Regions from separate parts of the Lactuca sativa genome. Here region 2 is linked to region 1. The links are chromatin contacts, called in public Hi-C maps. All regions are on one chromosome and are shown on one strand. The core of a region is the stretch at or near the end of the contact, and the rest is flanking DNA. Distances in the headings are between cores, read along the strand shown.

Evidence for each region. A called contact is a pair of places that touch in the nucleus more often than the background predicts.
Region 2: a Hi-C map of seed shows a contact between it and region 1, with 4 times the contacts expected there. The contact joins the promoter of LOC111893406 here to the promoter of LOC111893403 in region 1. A contact is called at or near these places in 2 of 4 Hi-C or Micro-C datasets (leaf and seed).

What each region holds. Positions count from the first base shown.
Region 1 is chr9:180,471,966-180,475,900 of Lsat_Salinas_v11, reverse strand. It overlaps LOC111893403 (dol-P-Man:Man(6)GlcNAc(2)-PP-Dol alpha-1,2-mannosyltransferase), which reads left to right and starts at 2,328. Exons shown (of 10, transcript XM_023889465.3): 1 at 2,328-2,741; 2 at 3,221-3,317; 3 at 3,420-3,579; 4 at 3,657-3,874. The coding sequence starts at 2,455.
Region 2 is chr9:180,657,204-180,660,871 of Lsat_Salinas_v11, reverse strand. It overlaps LOC111893406 (DNA replication licensing factor MCM6), which reads right to left and starts at 2,221. Exons shown (of 16, transcript XM_023889469.2): 1 at 1,907-2,221; 2 at 1,643-1,795; 3 at 1,434-1,559; 4 at 998-1,354; 5 at 715-913; 6 at 558-635; 7 at 254-483; 8 at 1-172. The coding sequence starts at 1,986.

The sequences.
Region 1 (3,935 bases), core at 1,079-3,578:
TCCGATGAGACCTATCCTTCTTCTTTACAAACAAGATTGGGGCTCCCCATGGTGAACTGCTCGATCTGATAAATCCCTTGTTTAGTAGCTCTTGCAGTTGTGTAGACAACTCCTGCATCTCGGGAGGAGCCAACCAATATGGTGCCTTGGCTATCGGAGCTGCAACAGGGACTAGGTCAATCATGAACTCAACCTGCCTCTCCAGAGGTATCCCAGGAAAATCCTCTGGGAATACATCCAGGTACTCTCGCACGATTGGTACATCATCCATTGACGCCTTACCCTTATCCCAGGTATCCATAACATAGACGACATGGAAACATCCCAAAAATACGGTCCAAAAATTTCATTTTTAATTCATTATTAAGACCACAGAAATATCATCATGTAAACATCGCAAACTATGTATCTTAAAAACATCATCATAACTCTCAAAGTATCAAAATATCATATCAAATATCATAGTGAAATATCCCAGGCTAGAAAACTGTGGTGTGTGTCATGTGATCATCCCGAGCCCTTCTCTTTTTTAGCAGAAGTACCTGAAACCAAAACTGAAACCCTTAGCACAGAACTTAATGAGCTCCCCTAAGATACCACATACCATACATATAACATGCAACTAAGGCCCTGTTTGGTAGCCTCTTAATTGAAAAATTAAGAGGCAAGCTCTTAATTTTTCAGATAAAGACTGTTTGGTTGCATATTATTTTATGCCTCTGAATTTATAAGTTGCCTCTTAAACTTTCAGATCTAAAGACATATCTGGAAAAATAAAAACAACGTGCATTCCCTTTTTGCCCAGATACTTTATCTCCTTCCCTTTGCTCTTTCTTCTTCACAAACGGCGCTTCCCACTGAAAACTCCAATTACAACCCTCCACAATTCACCATCCTTTCCGGTCATCCCATCTAGACATTGCCGAACATTGTCGCTGACAACGAAGCCCTCCGGCTCCCTCATCGACGCGTATTTCGTTTTTACCCCTGCGCCCCCTCGTCTCTTTCTATTTCTCACGAATCCTATTCCTTCCAACCCCTCTCCGATGATTGCTACCCTCCAATGCCTGCTTGTCACCGTCTCTTCCAACGACTCACAGTCCTAATCGGACCATCGTTGGAGCGCAGTCCCTCCACCTAATAGGACGATCGGCCAGCCCCACCATTTTTCGAATATCACACCAGGTATTGTGTAGAATTTTAGGGTTTTCAATTTATCTTGCTTTTTTGGAATTGTCAATCGATCACCGCTTGAAATATTGTTTATTAGCCAACTCCATGACTCAACCCTAATCGGCCAGCCCCACCATTTTCATATGCATATTTCAAGTCATATTGATATGTATTGTTTATGAAATATGATAGCAGGTGTATACTCGGAATCAATATAGTTTTGATCCGATAGAAGTGTTTTCTAGCAAAGTTGAACCAATTATTGAGTTGTTTATTACCCATTATTGAGTTTGCTTGCTGATGTTTTATCAAGATTTGAACCAATTTGATCAGTTATCTGCTTTGTTGCTATTCTGGAGATGTGCTTACAGTTCATTGTTAATTCAGACAGTTATGGTTATGTTTTGATTAGTAGTTTCTTAAAAGTCTTATTTTGGTGCAGCACTGCATCTTGGTACCGTCCATACCGATACAAAAGGTGAAAAGGATATTGGATGGGTGTCAATGTTTAGGGGTATCTTTTGATCCAGGGAGCAAAAGTAAAAAAGATGATATGAATTTGTGTTTTTCACTATTCTATTTACATAGATGTAAATGTAAATACTTAAATTTGACTTTGTTATCAATTTTGAATTTTTGTGAATCTTTGTAATATGGATGTGTATTAACAATGAAATGTTTCATTTCGTCACAAATTAGGGGTATATGAACATGTATTTATTTCAAAAGCATTGTACCATTAATTAGCTAGGTAAGAGCTTGAGCATGTTTTTATTTTGAAGTACATAATCGTCAAGTTATTTTTCACAATTATTCAATAAGTTTGTCAAATTGTTTTCTAAATAGAAACATTGAATTCAACAAAAAATAACACAGAAGGGTAAAATGATCATTTTTGTTATTCAGCATAACAATTCAGAGGTTTCAACCAAATAATATGTTAGAAGTTCAGATCTTAAAAATTCAGACCCTTTTAAACATTCAGATCTCTTAAAAATTCAAATCTTAAAAATTCAGATGCTGCCAAACAGCCTTAAGATATACAGTCCGCCCACTCTCATGGAGATTCGGGCCCAATGATTCGGGCTTTAGCCGGTAGTCCAACTACCCAATCATTTGGGCTTTCCCGTTTCACGGAATAGCTTTTCCGACGACTATCCGACCGGTTTTGTTCATTCTTTAACGATTTTCGAAGCCGAAAGCGGAAAAGAAGCAAACATAAAGCAAATCCACCAAGCTGTATTTGCAGAAGGATCGAGGCAATAGCTACAGAGTAAAGCAATGGCAGCACTTCCAACAAGGAGAAGACGTCCGTCGGAATACGATCGTTTGTTGCCTTCAACATCGGCCGATGCGGATGGTTATACGAAGGTAGACAAGCCAGCGGAGAAACCAGGGGTTGAGGTGGATAAAGGTCTGTCATGGACATTTCCTATATTTGCCCTAGGGATATTAAGGTATTTGAGTGCAACTACGAATATCGTTCATGACTGTGATGAAGTGTTCAATTATTGGGAGCCTCTTCATTTCCTCCTTTACAAATCAGGTTTTCAGACTTGGGAGTACAGGTATTCTCCATTCATTTCTCATTATTCGTTACCTGTTTGAGTCATATGATCATCATAATCCCTGAATTTTTCTTTGTTGGACATGTTAGAAGTACGAACTAAGGATTACACCAAATTTACACACTCTGAGAATTCCAACTAAGATCTAATAAGCGCAGATAACTTAATAACTACATCTTAATATGAATCTACCATTTGACTGAAATCAAAGAGCCTGATTTTGTTTCTGTCTTACATAGCAACTTCAGAACAAGTTCTTTCAAATACGAGGCTATACAGTATAGTATATGTATATCCCTTCACAATACAACAAAAAATCACCACTGAAATAAGCAATTCGGAATGTGTTTGTGCTAATTGTTTGCCTTAGCTCTTCAATTATTTTCTGTTTCACAATCTCTTCCATGGAAGTTCTATCCCCATTCCTCAAATTCAGCCATGATTTCTAAACTCTGAGATAAATTATCTGTTAATTGCAGTTCTCAGTTTGCATTGCGTTCATACCTCTACATTCTGTTCCATTACATGGTGGGTTGGCCAGCTTCACAGATGTATAATTGGCTTGATGAGGAAAAAGTAATACAATTCAACACTCTCTATAATCATTCCATTTATAATCTTGTTGATTTCTACTTCCATTAACATAATCAATCGAATGATTTCTTCATCACATTTCAGGTAAGAGTATTCTATGCTGTGAGAATCTTTCTTGGCCTTCTTTCTGTCATATCTGAAGCTGCTTTAGTAGTAGCACTTTCCAGAAAGTATGGGAAACGCCTTGCTTGTTACACACTCTCCCTTTTATGCTTAACAAGTGGTTGCTTTTTTGCTAGCACAAGTAAGTTCCCAAATGCAAGAATTATCAAAATCTAATAATTCCCTTTTCATATTAAATCTTTTTCATAACTTTTACAGGTTTTTTGCCAAGTTCTTTTTCTATGTATGCAATTTCTCTCTCTTCAGCATTGTTTCTTTTTGGGATGAATGCCATGGCTGTTGCTGTTGCAGCAACTGGAGTTATTCTTGGTTGGCCATTTTCAGTCCTTGCTTTTCTTCCAGTAACAGTCTACTCTCTACTTCGAAAATTCAAAAGGGCGTTTATATCAGGGGCGTTTATGTCAATTACACTTTTGGTACGTAATCTTTTATAAAAAAGTTGTTTCTAAATTCTAACTTTCTGTTTTCTAATCACTT
Region 2 (3,668 bases), core at 972-3,471, 190 kb before region 1:
TTTGTCAAATTCGTCAATGCAACAGACACCATTGTCAGCAAGCATCAGTGCACCAGCCTCAATACAAAACTCTCCGGTTTCTGGTTCTTTTGCAACAGTGGCTGTCAATCCAGCAGCAGATGAAGATTTCCCGGATGTGTACACAGATCTTGAAACTAAGGTTGTTGTGTATCTACAAAAAAAAATTGTGAAACTCTGCTCATATTATAAAAAGAAGATTTAAATTTTAAATTTAAATAGATTGAATGCTTACTTGAGAAACTGAGATTTAGCACAACTAGGATCTCCAACAATACAAACATTGATATCCCCCCTGAGATTGATCCCTTCATGGGTGAACTTATGAACTCCACCCAAAAGCATAAGCAGAATTGCTCGCTTGATATCTTGATGTCCAAAAACAGTAGGTGCCATACTATCAACAAGTTTGTTGAAAAAATCAGGCGTATTTCTCATTTGTTTAACCTCAGCCACCTCCTCCGGCTACAATAACAGAGAAAAAATTAAGTAAACTTGAACTTTAGAGAATATAATACGGGTCGGGTCAAATCAATAACCGTGAATTGTAGATTGTCTTCATCCTCAGCATCCCTCTTCCTATTTCGTATATCAGCATCTCTTCTCCCATCACAAATCTGAATAAAGAGTCACACAAAAACAATATAAATGGAAAGAACGATTGACAAAAACGTTAAGGTGAAGTAAACAACAAACCTGCACTGAATTGGCAATAAAGGCAAGGCGATAAGAAAGATCTCTAACTCCCAAAGCCCGGAGGCCTTTAACACCTTCTTGAACAGTGCCAGTGGTGTCGCGTTTACTACCACCATCTCTACGAACTTCGGCTCTTTCTCCAGGAGCTGCTAATGCGAAAATGTCAGGTATCACAACCACAGTGCCAGTAAAGATCACCCTGCAAAGTGAAGTAAGTATAAAAGTTAAAAAGAGTTGTTATGTAAAGAGAAAAGAAAAAAGTGTGTGAATTGAATTTACATACGTGTCACCAGCCCTAGCTTGTTCAACAATGTCATGGCGAAGAATGACATCTAATGATCTCGGAAGGGATCCTGCGGGTATTTCTTTTGATGTTTCCTGCATCCTGACCCTCTGCCAATCTGCAAATTTACTTTCTTGTCGAAGAAGTGCCCATTTTCCTTTCTTTGAGCACATAGCATTAATGCATATCATGGGCTCAGTGTATTTATACTGTTGCTCAACGTTTTTGATGATGGTTCCACAATCCAAGCATTTGAAAGTTCCCTGGAGGAGTTCTGGTCTAACCTCGCTAGTACGAGTCACCACTCCTGTAACTGATACTAGTCTGCCTATCTCAGATGTGCTCAGTTCCCTCAATCTGGACACAAACATAAATTAAAAATTGAAATCTTCAAACAAATACTAGTAGATTGATAATAGTGTAGAAGAAAATGTACCTTTTTATGACAGGTAAATTATAAAATGCAATATTGATATCCTTATTTGGGTTGTCGTCGGTTATGAAGGTGGGTTTCTGACCCATTACGAACCTCTTACATGCGTTCTTCAGGTACGACTCAAACCTAAAAGGTGTATCATACAATTCAACAATTTCAAAGCCAAAAATGTTACTAAATTTTACTCGAAACAGGAAAGGAAAGTTTACCTCAAATATTCATCAGAAATTGCTTTCTGCAGAACATCGTTGAACCGCATAACATGAGAGAAATCGATGAACATTGTGTTGGACTCGTTTGGTCTCATTGCTTCGATTTCCGATTCATAGAAAGGTTCCCTCGAATTCGCATCTAACCTAAAACTGTAACGCATAATAAAAGTAAATTAAAAGGCAGAGACCAAAAGTTGTCAAATTCAAACATGAATCGCATCAATTTCATTTGGATCTACACGACAAACCCTGATGCCATACCTCTTAAGAAACTCCAAGAAGATATTCTCGACCTTCGCTGCTTTCTCGTCGGTGAAATATGCGCCGCCGAAAGAATCCATATTGTTGGCTGCCTTCCTCTAAGTTTTTTTTTCTTTTTTTGCTCAACTGTGAGTGAATTCGTTGATTGGGAACGGAAGTAGATGAATGAAACTGTGTATGCACTTTTTGGCGGGAAAATAAGCAGAGCGTGTTAGGGTTCCCGCCACATCTCGCGGGATGGGCCGCCTTGACCCGATGCTCCGACCCAAGTGGCAATTGCCTCTGAATAAGACATATTACATTTCATTCGTTCGTAGAAGTTTTATTATCTTTCTTTATTTTATTTTGTTTTTTCTAAAAACCAAATGCACGATGGTTTAAAACTTCGAATTGAATATATTATCATAAAACAGACATTATAATAATAAAAATATGAGTTCGGTGCTTTACTGTTTGTAGCTCCTTTATTATTTTATAGTTTGAAATGATGGTTTATTTTGCGTATTTGTTGGTTATTTATTTTAAAGAAATTTGATGCTTCAAAATAAAACGATCACCCAATAATAATCATACTAATTTAAAAATATTGTTTATAACGATGGTTTATTTTTAGTTTTGTCTTAGCATCTTTCTATATCGTAATATCATTATGTAACGAATAATAATCATATATTAATTTTAAATTTATTAATCATACAATTTTACTTGAGAACATACAGATAAAATCATGAATTTTGAAAAGAAAAAAAAAAAACTTTGTCGATAATTGATTTTATTATATATATATTCTATCATAATAAAAAAAATACTTTTTTTGACGCATGGCAACTAATCACCCTCCAAACCTTCAAAATGAAATACCGAAAATGTCCCCGGGTTTTATTTTCATGCTCAAACAAAAATGCATCTTAATTTCTATTTTTCTAGCTAGATTGCGTAAAATCTAGATCTTACAAAATGTCATACTTCATACGCACCGGTTATTTCTATTCTAGATTTTCTTATCCTATTTTTAGGATTACTTTTTTCATCAATAGTTCCAATAATGATCAAAATACATTGAATATTATTATTACTAATAAACGCAGGAAACACATAAAAAAACATATAAATGTATAAAATAAATCAAACTAAACTTATGGACACCTTCGGTTGATAAAAAAAAACATCATTGATGTTTAAGACTTCACAATTAAAATAAATCAAATTAAATCCAATAATCTACTCTTCTTATGTGTTCCATCATAGTTTACACACATAAAACATAGATTGAATAGTTTTAAAACTCATGTAACACATAATTATAAAATAAAATTTTAAATTTTAGAATATTAATTATATTATCTAAATTAACTTGTAAATTATTCGTATACGATTTATGTCATCAAAGGTAAGAACTTTTATTAGACATATTGATGGCTTTGAAAAAGGTTTTGTATTTGAATCAAAATGTTATTTCTATAGACTTGCTATAGTACAATGTGTTAATAGAAAAAAAAAAAAAAAAAAAAAAAAAAAAAAAAAAAAAGATAGTCCGTTGCTATTTTGATTGTAATGGAATTTTACTAATGATCACATTTATATTTGCTAATATATCAAATGGTTCTCTTAATTTTCTAACGAGTTTTGGTTCATAATATTTAATCTAAAAAAATGTTTGTTAACAATAATAATGAACATCATGAGAGTGTAAACCCATTTTCAATTGCTAATATATCTTTTGTTTGAACAATAATATAAAGTTTATTAAGGAAAATGACAG